Linked DNA regions of Mus musculus: all the other regions are linked to region 2. A link is a contact called in public HiChIP or PLAC-seq and promoter capture Hi-C data. All regions are on one chromosome and are shown on one strand. The core of a region is the stretch at or near the end of the contact, and the rest is flanking DNA. Distances in the headings are between cores, read along the strand shown.

Region 1 (3,127 bases), core at 599-3,098, 240 kb after region 2:
AGACCATATCTCAAACAAATACCGGGGCTGGGGTGCAGCTCAGTTGATGGGTGCTTGCCCAGCGTGTACAAAGAAAGGTCTGGGTTCAGTTCCCAGCATTGCATAAACCAGGCGTAGCAGATTACCCTGGTTAATTCCAGCATTTGGAAGGCTAAATTAAGAGAGTTGCTGCCAGTTTGAGACCAGCCTGGACTACACTGTGAATTTCAGGACAGCCTGCAGCATGAGCATGTTCACACATACAGATACACACACTCAATAGAAATAAAACGTTCCCCCGAGAAATATAACAAAACTATAAACAGGTTATAACTGTATAAAGATGACTCTGTGGACATTTTTATTCAGGCATTTTGGATTCAAAATTTTCTCCTATGTCTGTTTCTAAAAGAGAATCGAATCACTTGATGGACCTCCACAATTGGTATGAGTGGGCTGGAGAGATGGCTCAGTGGAGAAGAGCACTGACTGCTCTTCCAGAGATCCTGAGTTCAATTCCCAGCAACCACATGGTGGCTCACAACCATCTGTAATGGGATCAGATGCCCTCTTCTGGTGTGTACAGCTACAGTGTACTCATAGACATAAAATAAATAAACCTAAAAACCAACAAACCAAACCAAACCAAACCAAAAAATACCCCTGCTATGGGTCCTCAGTGCTGTGGAGGAGTCAGTCCTGTTTGGGGTGGCTCAGGCCCCAGCTGGAGACTGTAGACAAGCATGGAGTGTGAGGGAGCAGAGGAACAGCCTGTGTGAGCTCCCTCCTCCCATCTCTCCTCCTTCCTGTGCAGCCAGGAGCGGTGCTGTTTATGCCCCTTCAGTCCTCCATGTCCTCTCCCTCTGCTCCCACCTGGGCATGTAGGGTGAGGCCTGCCTCTACCTATAGTCCTTCTTCACAGATATTTGTCCTCCCCGCCAAGGGAGACACTTGCGTTCCTTAGGCCCCTGTAGCCCACATCTGGAGTATGTGGCCTCGTGTTCTCTCCCCAGAGCAGGCCCAGAGAGTGGGCATGGGAGACAAAGGAGGGCCCTGGTACACACGCAGCTTTCTTCCTCTGGATCGTAGGCTGCGTTGAGCAGTCTTGCGGGGGGGGGGGGGAGCGGAGGGGGGGGGCGACGGGGGGACGACGGGGGGGGGGCGGCGGGAGCTCTGGCTCTTAGGATTCTTTCCTAGCTACCAGGCAACTGACAGGGACAAAAGATCTTGTCTCTGAAGTGGAAGTGGCAGGTGCTTATCAAAGACTGATTTGCAGTTTCCATCAGCCGCTCCAGATGTGGTAGTGGGGGAGCTCTGGGGAAGCAGGAAGTCCCTAACTGGGCTGGCTCTGTTGGAAACCTGGCGGAATCATGGAGAGCATTCTTCACAGCCGCCTTCCAGACAGTCAGATTCCTTAACAGCTAATTAGGGCTGACCTGGCCTTCCTCTGCCTCCCCATGGGGTGGGGGTGGGGGTGGGGTACAGGGCTTCACCTCAGCACCGCTTCCTCCTCAGCTGGCCCTTTAGGAACCTGCTAAGCCTCTTCTCAGAAGCCAGCTTTCTCTGACAGGTCTGCAGCTCAAAAGAACCCGCTTTGCTCACTGTTGAAATCAGGAGCATCTGGAAGCAGTCAGCTTCTCAACAGGCTGAGGGGGAAACACGGACTGCGGGGATGGGTTCACCTCTGGGACTAATTATTCTTTAAACTTCACCCGTCACATTTACTGTCTTCGTCAGAGCAAGGAGACAATAAATGATCTCATTAAAACCCAGAAAACTGCTTCTCCCTTCAGGAAGAGCTCCTCTCAACACCCTTCCTTGGCGGAGGCCATGCCAGAGAGGCAGGCATGGGCCCTGGGAACCAGGCTGCTGGGGCAGAGGAGGCGTTTGCCAAGTGCCTGGTCTTCCTTGACTACAGGTCTGTGTTTCCCGTCTCTGGAAATACCCACTGTCTAAAATAAAAGTTTTTTTCTGGGCACATTCTTACAGAAGTCAGGTGCTTTGATAGAGATAGTAATGAAGGGGGAAGATGAGCTTGTGGGGTTAAAATGATTGTTGGGGGGGGGGCGTTCTGTCTGCCGCCCCCATATCAAACATGCTTTCTGAAGGTTGCTGTCTGTGTGGCTTAGTGACTGAGCTGTGAGTCCTTAGGTTTGGTTTCCAGCACCACAGAAGGAAACCTTGTCCTAAGTGATTTCAGAAGTTGGGGTCTAATTGTATAAGCTTCTGATTCCAGTACTTGGGAGAACGAGACAGAGTCGTTGCCATGAGTTCAAGGCCAGTCCGGTGTGTTCAGTGAGTTCTAAAACAGCCTGGACTTACAGAGGGGTTGGAAAGATGGCCCAGCAGTTAAGAACACTGGTTGCTCTTCTAGAAGACCCAGGTTCAATTCCCAGCACCTGCATGGCAGCTCACAACCATCTGTGACTCCAGTTCCTCAAGATCTGCTGCTCTCTTCTGACCTCTGCAGGCACCAAGCAGGCAAAACATCCATACACATAAAAATATATTTTTTTAATTAAAAAAGAAAGGAAAAGAAAAGAAAAAGATTCTACAAGACACTGGCCAGTTGTTTGGTGGGGGGAGGGCGAGGGGGTAGGTAGCAAAGCAAGTCTGAATGAGAGCAAGGGCAGCGTTGGTGGGCAGGGCTGGTGGGTGGAGCCAGAGTCAGTGGGTGGGGCTGATGGGCGGGGCTGGTAGGCAGGGCTTGTGGACAGGGCTCTTGGGAGGGGCTGATGGGCAGGGCTTGTGGGTGGGGCTTGTAAGCAGAGCTGGTAGGAGGGCTTGTAGGTAGGGCTTTGAAGGCAGAGCAGGTGGACAGGCTGATGGGTGGGGTTCTGTGGGCGGGGCTTGTGGGCGGGGCTTGTAGGCGGGTCAGTGGGCAGGGCTGGTGGGCAGAGCTGGTGGGAGGGCCTATGGGAGGGGCTTTGAGGGTGGGGTTGGTGTACAGGGATTGTGGGTGGGGCTTGAAAGCTGTTGTCACTACTATCCTGACCAAACACAGAAGGGAAGTCAGGGCTGCAGCATGTTACTCCAGCCATACCCTACCAGGCAGAGGCTTCTGGGAAACTCAGGAGAGCAGTCCCGCATCTCCATACTACAAGGGTATGTATAGCAGCGTCTACAATCCGATGTTTGCTACAAAGGG
Region 2 (3,223 bases), core at 14-2,513:
AAGAACAGGGTCAGGGAAAAGTCTCAGAAGGTAAAGATGTTTGCTACCAAGCCTGGCTGACAACCTGATTTTGATCCCTGGAGGTCATATGGTGATGAGAACAAACTTCTGCAAACTGTCTTTTAACCTTCACACGAAGGTCCTGCCCCAATAAATAAGCAAATGTAGAAAAAAAATGTTAAAGAATCGATGCCTATTGAGCATCAATCGACTGAGGGAGAAGTTATATAAAAGCAATGAAAGGCAGTTTCTGCTCTAGATTACAGTCCAACCTCACATAATAAGTGGAAAATATTTTCTTCTTTGTTTCTGTCCTTAATATAGCCACCTGTTCTAGGAGTGACCATCTTCTCCACAAGGAAGAATCACTAATCCCCTATCCTTCTAGGCTCCTCCATCCGGCCTTTAAAGTACCCAAACGAAGCGGGATAAACAGTGGAGAGGGGCTGATTAGGTAGCTAGTTTGCTCGGGGTTGGCTTTTGGGTGTTCACATGCTCAAGGGCTTGCAAACTTAAAAATGGGTACATGACATGCATTTCAGGCCCTTTGTCAAGACGTCTGTGCAACACCTACAATTGTGTGGCTTCAAATGTGTGCTTGCAATGCATAGACAAATGGGGAACTCGTTCCTCCAAGGAGGCATCAGGCTCCTGTGGAGTTGGGTCACATTAGAAATGAGGCTGAAGAGAGAGAGGGAAGGAGGGAGAGACAGAGACTATCCTCACGATCCCTCTTTCTGGTTTGCTGTGCCACGAAGCTGTCTCTACTGGCTGGCTGAAATCTGAGGTGAGTGTTCAGGCAAACCAAACCAAACTGAATAGATCTTCGCTGAGAGGGAATCTGGCACCTCCTGGGTGCGGAGACCTGTCCGTGGTCCTGACCGCTTGTCCAGCCGCTCTGGAAGCCTGGTGAAGGCTGGCTGCTGAGGCTGCTCTCTGCTCTGTCTGCACCTGTTGGGAACGCCCGCCTGAGACCCTGCACTGGCTGGGGGAGAGGGGGTTGGGGGAGGTGAGGGCGTGGCCAGCAAGAGGCGGGCGTGGCGGGTCAGGGTGGTAGGCGGGGTTGTGGATATTTCGGGGGCGGGGCCTGGGAAGGTAGATGGGAATGGGTTAAGTCGAGGTTGTGGGCCAAACTATAGTTGTTGCGAGGGGCGGGGCCTAGAGGGGCCGGGGGCGGGGCGGTGTCACGTGCCGACGGTGCGCGACCGTGGAAGGTTCCGCTTCCTGCGCCGCCTGCTCCGGAGCTTCGACCCCACCCCGCCGCCCCGCCCCAGCTCCTGGAGGCCCAGCTGCCTGGCCCCGGGGCGTTCCCGCCCCTCTGGCCCGAGGCCTAAGAAGAGCAAGCTCCAGCACTTACCCCCGCTCTCCCTGCGTGGTTGGTGCGGTCCATGGCGAGCGCATCATGGCGATCGAAGGTAAGTGGAAGGCAAGCGATGCGCGGAGAAGACGCCCCGCGAGCGAGCGCAGGGCCCAGGAGGCCGAGGTGCGGGTTGCGGGTCCGGACTGTAAGGGAAGCTAATGCGGGACACCGGCCTAGGCGCGGCGTGCGGCCCTCGCGAGCACTGGCCTACACACTTTGGGCGCTGAGGTACCGAGTGAGATGCTCAGGCACTAAGGCTCTGAAGTACTGAGTGAGATGCTCAGGTACTAAGGCTCTGAAGTACTGAGTGAGATGCTCAGGTACTAAGGCGCTGAGGTACTTAGACGCCAACTCGCTCAGTCTCTGAGGTGATAATGAGGCGCTGAGGTTCTGAGGCACAGAGGAGACTTAGGTACTTAGACACTGAGGTGCTGAGTCTCTGAGGTAAATGAGGCGCTGAGGTTCTGAGGCACTGAGGAGACTCAGTTACTAAGGCGCTGAGGTACTGAGTGAGATGCTCAGGTACTAGGGCGCTGAGATACCGAGATGCTGAGGTGAATGAGGCTCTGAGGTATTGAGAAGCGCCGTGCTGTTCGGCAGCGGGAGGCTGCCCTTGTGGGATCCGCTCATCCTGCTGCTCCTGTCGGGCTTTCTGGGCCGATGATAACCACGCTGTCCCCTTCGGTTGACGGGTATAGGGGGGCCAGGACATCTTCGTGAGGTCAACCCTCTTATCTGACCCTCACAATTGCTTTTTTCCGGGGAGAGGCAAATGCCTATTTATGACAAACGCACCCAGAAGATTGGCAACAGAAATGTTTCACAAGTAGCTTGATTCGAATTGGGTAAGGTAAGTGGTACCGATGTGTATTTTCCTCTTATTCTGAGAGCATGGAGTTGGAGTGGAGTGGAATTTGCCTTGCTTTTAAGGAGCATATTGTGCAGTTAGTATCACACAGGTGTGATGCTTACAGCATCTTGTTTTCCATTTTAGATGAGCTCAGTACAAAAAAAAGGATTTCCAAAACTTCCCTGCGTGACCTGTACAGAGTACCTGTAGCTGAATCATTACTTGCCTACATTTAATGTGTTCCCCCTCGCACAGTAATTCCCTTAGGTGACTGGTCTCTGTTAGTATACACGCCTGGGGGCTTCTTTAGGATCCAGCCACCAAACTCCAGAATTAACTCAGCTGTGTGTTTCATGTTTACTTCAATTTAGAGATTAAGTACGGGACACATTGACATGATTTGCTAAGATGATGGAGAATAAAATCTACCTGTAATCGTTGATGTTCAGAACAGCATGTTCAACCCTTATTCTTCTCAGTACTGTTTATTAGAGCTGGAATTAGGGAGTGAAATTCACTGGTTGACGTAGAATGCTTTATTTTGTCAACAACTTTGTGGAAGGATTTCTTGTAAAGTCATACAAATATAATTTTAAGCAGATGATGAAGGATTAACCCAGTTAGGATTCAAATATGATCTCATAATTTGTAATTTCTTATTGTCCAAGTTTTCTTTAGGCATACATACCTTCTCCTGGCAGCCAAATGTTAGAGCATTTTGCTCAGTGTTTTGTATCTTTAAATAATTGGGTTTTCTAAAGATTCTCTGTATGCTTTTTGTTTTCTTTTGTTTTGTTTTAGTTTTGATAGCATGGTACATGCCAGGAAGTACCACTGAACTATACCCCCAGCTTATTATTATACCTATAGATTTTTTAAAAAGGTTTTCAAGATACAAATATCAACACTTAGGCTTTCTCTGGTTTGCCAAGGAAAATGTAGTTAATATATTTCAAATAAAGGTTAAGTCAGTCTAACTATGCTTCTTAGCACTTACTAAAATAGATTCTGTT
Region 3 (3,223 bases), core at 271-2,770, 170 kb before region 2:
CCTCTGAGGACACACTACCAACAGTCTAACTGCCTCCCAATAAGCCCATTCCCAAGATTCTAGCACCTTCCAGCAGTGCTGAGGTGGGGAGCTAGGCTCTGAGATGTGGAACTTTGGGGGATCCAAACCACAGCATATAGATAGATAGATAGATAGATAGATAGATAGATAGATAGATACCACTAGTAGACTAATAAAAGTACCTGGAGCTTTATTCTAGAATAAATTACTTGGGCTGGTAATGCACTCATGTATTCATGCACCCATGCACTCATGCACTCATGTACCCATGTACTCATGAACCCATGCTATGTGACTTTGAACTTGCATTAACATTAGTCCCAGTAGCATGAGTATAGCACCCAAAGAGTACCCAGCCATAGATAAGAATTTGATCTCTGTATACATTTCTATATAGTTTTTAATAAAGTCCAAAAGGATCTATGGCAATTCTGATACAATCTCCTGTCTCCCTGTGTTCTCGGGTATTTCTCACCCTAGGAGCCTCCTTGGTCTGGGTTCTAGTATAAGAATCTGGCCTGCGTGCTTCCTTCCTGCCTACTTCTTGACTTTTTCTCTTAAGAGAATGAGGAAATAGCAGTCATGAAGAGGACTGTGATAAGTTCTCCATGTTAACAAAACTTATCCTAGCTACTTGAATATATCATTATCTGCCTCACACCTGCTTCATACCTGTCTCACACCTGCCTCACACCTGTCTCACACCTGCCTCACACATTTCGAACTGTATAGTCTCCATACTGAGTGGCTTGTTCAGAAGGTTGCAGAGCAGTCCTTGAACTTGTACAAACTCAGTTTCCTGTTTATCTATCCTGAGTTGCTCTGGGATTTCCCATTTGTAAGTTTCTTTTTAATGTATCAGTTCTCTTTAATTTTTCCCAAAATTTCTTAGTTCAATTCACTGGGATTTTTCAGATTCTTTTGGCTACCTGCCTTCTGCCCTCTAGCCCTCCATATTTCACCCCTCCACACTGCCTCATAAAGACATGAATCCAGGATGCCCTCAAGGATCTGGAACTCCACAAAACACACAGATCCTTCAGACCACAGGAGACTCTACCCAATGCCAGTATTGGGAAAAAGAGACTCCAAACAGCTAGATGGTATGAGAAACATCCCTCCTGGGTCTTACCACAGAAGTGGCAAGGTATAGATATGGCCCAGAATTCATCCCTGTGTAGTCCTAGAAAAACATTTTTTTTTAAACAGGGTTTCATGTAGCTCAGGCTAGCCTTGAACTCAATATGGATGATCTTGACCTCCTGGTCCTCCTGCCTCTACTTCCTGAATGCCGGGGTTTCAGGTCTGGCTTTTAATGCTGGGGGTGGAGTCTAGGGCTTTGTGCTTGCTAGGCAAGTAAGCACTCTACCTACCGAGCTACAGCACCAACCAGAGGAAGTGAATACTGGGCTGAAACTGCCAGAGAGCAGACCAATCAGGTAGTTGGAGAGTGGGTGCCTGGGTGGACTTCCTCACCAGCCCTGGAGGCCCCAAGAGTGCAGGGGCCCTCTCAAATTGCTAAGGGCAAGGAGAGGAACTGAGGTTTGTGAACACTGTGGCTTGTGTTTCCTGTTTCAGCATGCTGCTGTGCGAAAATAACGTCAGTATAAGAAGAAAATGGTGAGGGGGTTTAGAAACTTCTTCAGAAACTCGGCTTGACAGCTTCCCCAGCCTTCTGAGACCAGAGAGACCTAGAAAGAAAGGGCTGAAGGCTCTCCTGAGACACTTGAGACAGAACCTGGGACTTGAGGTAACTGTGGAGGAAGATGCTTTGGGATCTTGGTTTGGATCTGCTGACTTAGGGTGGGGCAGAATACGCTCTGCCATGCCAGCCTCCTGCGTAGCAGCAGGTGGTAGAATGTACTCGATGGGGCTTGTATGACAAAAAAACATCCTGTGCTAGAGACCTCAGGCAACCACAGGGTATGGCTCCCAGCTCTGCTCCGTCTGATGGCTTCGGTTAGGTGTGAGTTGCATGGCTTGGTGTTGGTGTGCTCTGCATCCATAACACAAATTAAATGACTTTTCCCAATCCCTTCAATGTAGGGATCCCTGTAACAGGCTCTTCAGCTCCCGCTGAGAACTCTGAACTAAGAAGGCCAGATTCGTGTAGGAAGCCACCCATCATCTCCTCTGCATACACAGCCAGGAGGTAGGTGCAAAACTGTGGCAAGTCAACATGTCTGTAGTTGAGGGGCAGTGTGCTGCTGTCTTCCTGTGCAGGAAGGAGAGCCTTCCCTAGCCAGTACTAGCCCTTCCTCCGAGCTCTAACTAGGCCCTTTCATGTTGGCCAGGGGTACCTCAGAAACTACAGAAATCCTGGGCAGTGGCCTTGTGACCTTTTTCTGAACTACAGGACCAGTTCCTTTTTTTCTATAGCCTGTCCCTGTCCATCAGACTTTCCATAGCCTACTTGCGTTAAAGCAAGCCAGGATGATCCCACCATCCTAGAAGGCTGTGTGGTTCCATACAGGTGTCACGCCACACCCCAGGAGGTGTAGAAGGCTATGGGTTTGGAGACACTCCTCTCTCTAGGGAGCCATTCCTATTGCAACTTCCTAAGCATTAAGACCTAATGATGCAGAGAGTAAAATAGCCATATTTCAGTGGCCCTACAGACAATAGATGGAGAACAGGAAGAGACATCCTCACAGACCTGTTCTCAACCCCTCAGACCTTTCTTCTTCCCGTCTGGAAGGTAGGGAACCTGGGAGCTCCCTCTGGTAAGTCCCACAGTGGGGAGCCTAAGCCCTCACACTTATAATGGCATCTCCTTTCTTCACCTACCTGTTCTTTGACTTCCTGTCTGACCTAATTGAGTTGATGATTACATCCAGACCACACAGAAGTGTTTTGTCCTTGTAACCCAAACTCAGAGACTACAGGAACCACAGTAAAATTATTCCAAGATGGAGCTACAAGCCCTGTTCAGAACTGAGAGTGGGAGTAGGGGAGTCAGAGGGCAAAATTGATCATTCTCTGTCCTACAGTCTGGCGTTCCCTGGGGCATTTGATTCACAGCACCAAGTTTTCAGTATTCAGCGCCAGCCATGATAACTACAATATTTTTATATCTATTATTTTTAAAAGGCTGTCGCTTATCATATGCCATGTGGTAGGTATATGGTGTGGGTGTTGGGTGTTGTCTTTTAAGGTTCATGCCCCTTCAAGGGAAGTTTTAGCCCCATCTTATAAATAAGAA

Evidence for each region. HiChIP or PLAC-seq counts read pairs in DNA pulled down with a chosen protein or histone mark. Capture Hi-C pulls out chosen DNA fragments and counts their contacts.
Region 1: a contact with region 2 is called in an H3K27ac HiChIP or PLAC-seq map of epiblast stem cells. The contact joins the enhancer-like site here to the promoter of Syt14 in region 2. A contact is called at or near these places in 3 of 39 promoter capture datasets (embryonic stem cells, liver and neural stem cells), 7 of 484 Hi-C or Micro-C datasets (the N1E-115 cell line, Sertoli cells, cortical neurons and 1 more), 11 of 115 datasets of contacts at active chromatin or transcription factors (astrocytes, embryonic basal ganglia, embryonic forebrain and 7 more) and 1 of 9 other capture datasets (embryonic tail).
Region 3: a promoter capture Hi-C map of pancreatic islet shows a contact between it and region 2. The contact joins the promoter of Traf3ip3 here to the promoter of Syt14 in region 2. A contact is called at or near these places in 5 of 39 promoter capture datasets (the 3T3-L1 cell line, cranial neural crest, embryonic stem cells and 2 more), 2 of 484 Hi-C or Micro-C datasets (erythroblasts and rod photoreceptor) and 2 of 9 other capture datasets (adipose tissue and pancreatic islet).

What each region holds. Positions count from the first base shown.
Region 1 is chr1:192,794,837-192,797,963 of GRCm38.p6, reverse strand. No RefSeq gene overlaps it. Among named protein-coding and RNA genes, the nearest start is that of Gm31078, 15 kb to the right of the region's middle. Within about 2 kb of position 1,848, at least 57 of the 459 cell types and tissues checked have an H3K27ac peak or open chromatin away from gene starts, as enhancers often do. A contact at or near this core is called in the N1E-115 cell line and epiblast stem cells, where this site is marked.
Region 2 is chr1:193,033,815-193,037,037 of GRCm38.p6, reverse strand. It overlaps Syt14 (synaptotagmin XIV), which reads left to right and starts at 1,263. Exons shown (of 8, transcript NM_181546.3): 1 at 1,263-1,415. The coding sequence starts at 1,403.
Region 3 is chr1:193,199,843-193,203,065 of GRCm38.p6, reverse strand. It overlaps Traf3ip3 (TRAF3 interacting protein 3), which reads left to right and starts at 1,520. Exons shown (of 16, transcript NM_153137.4): 1 at 1,520-1,771; 2 at 2,068-2,173.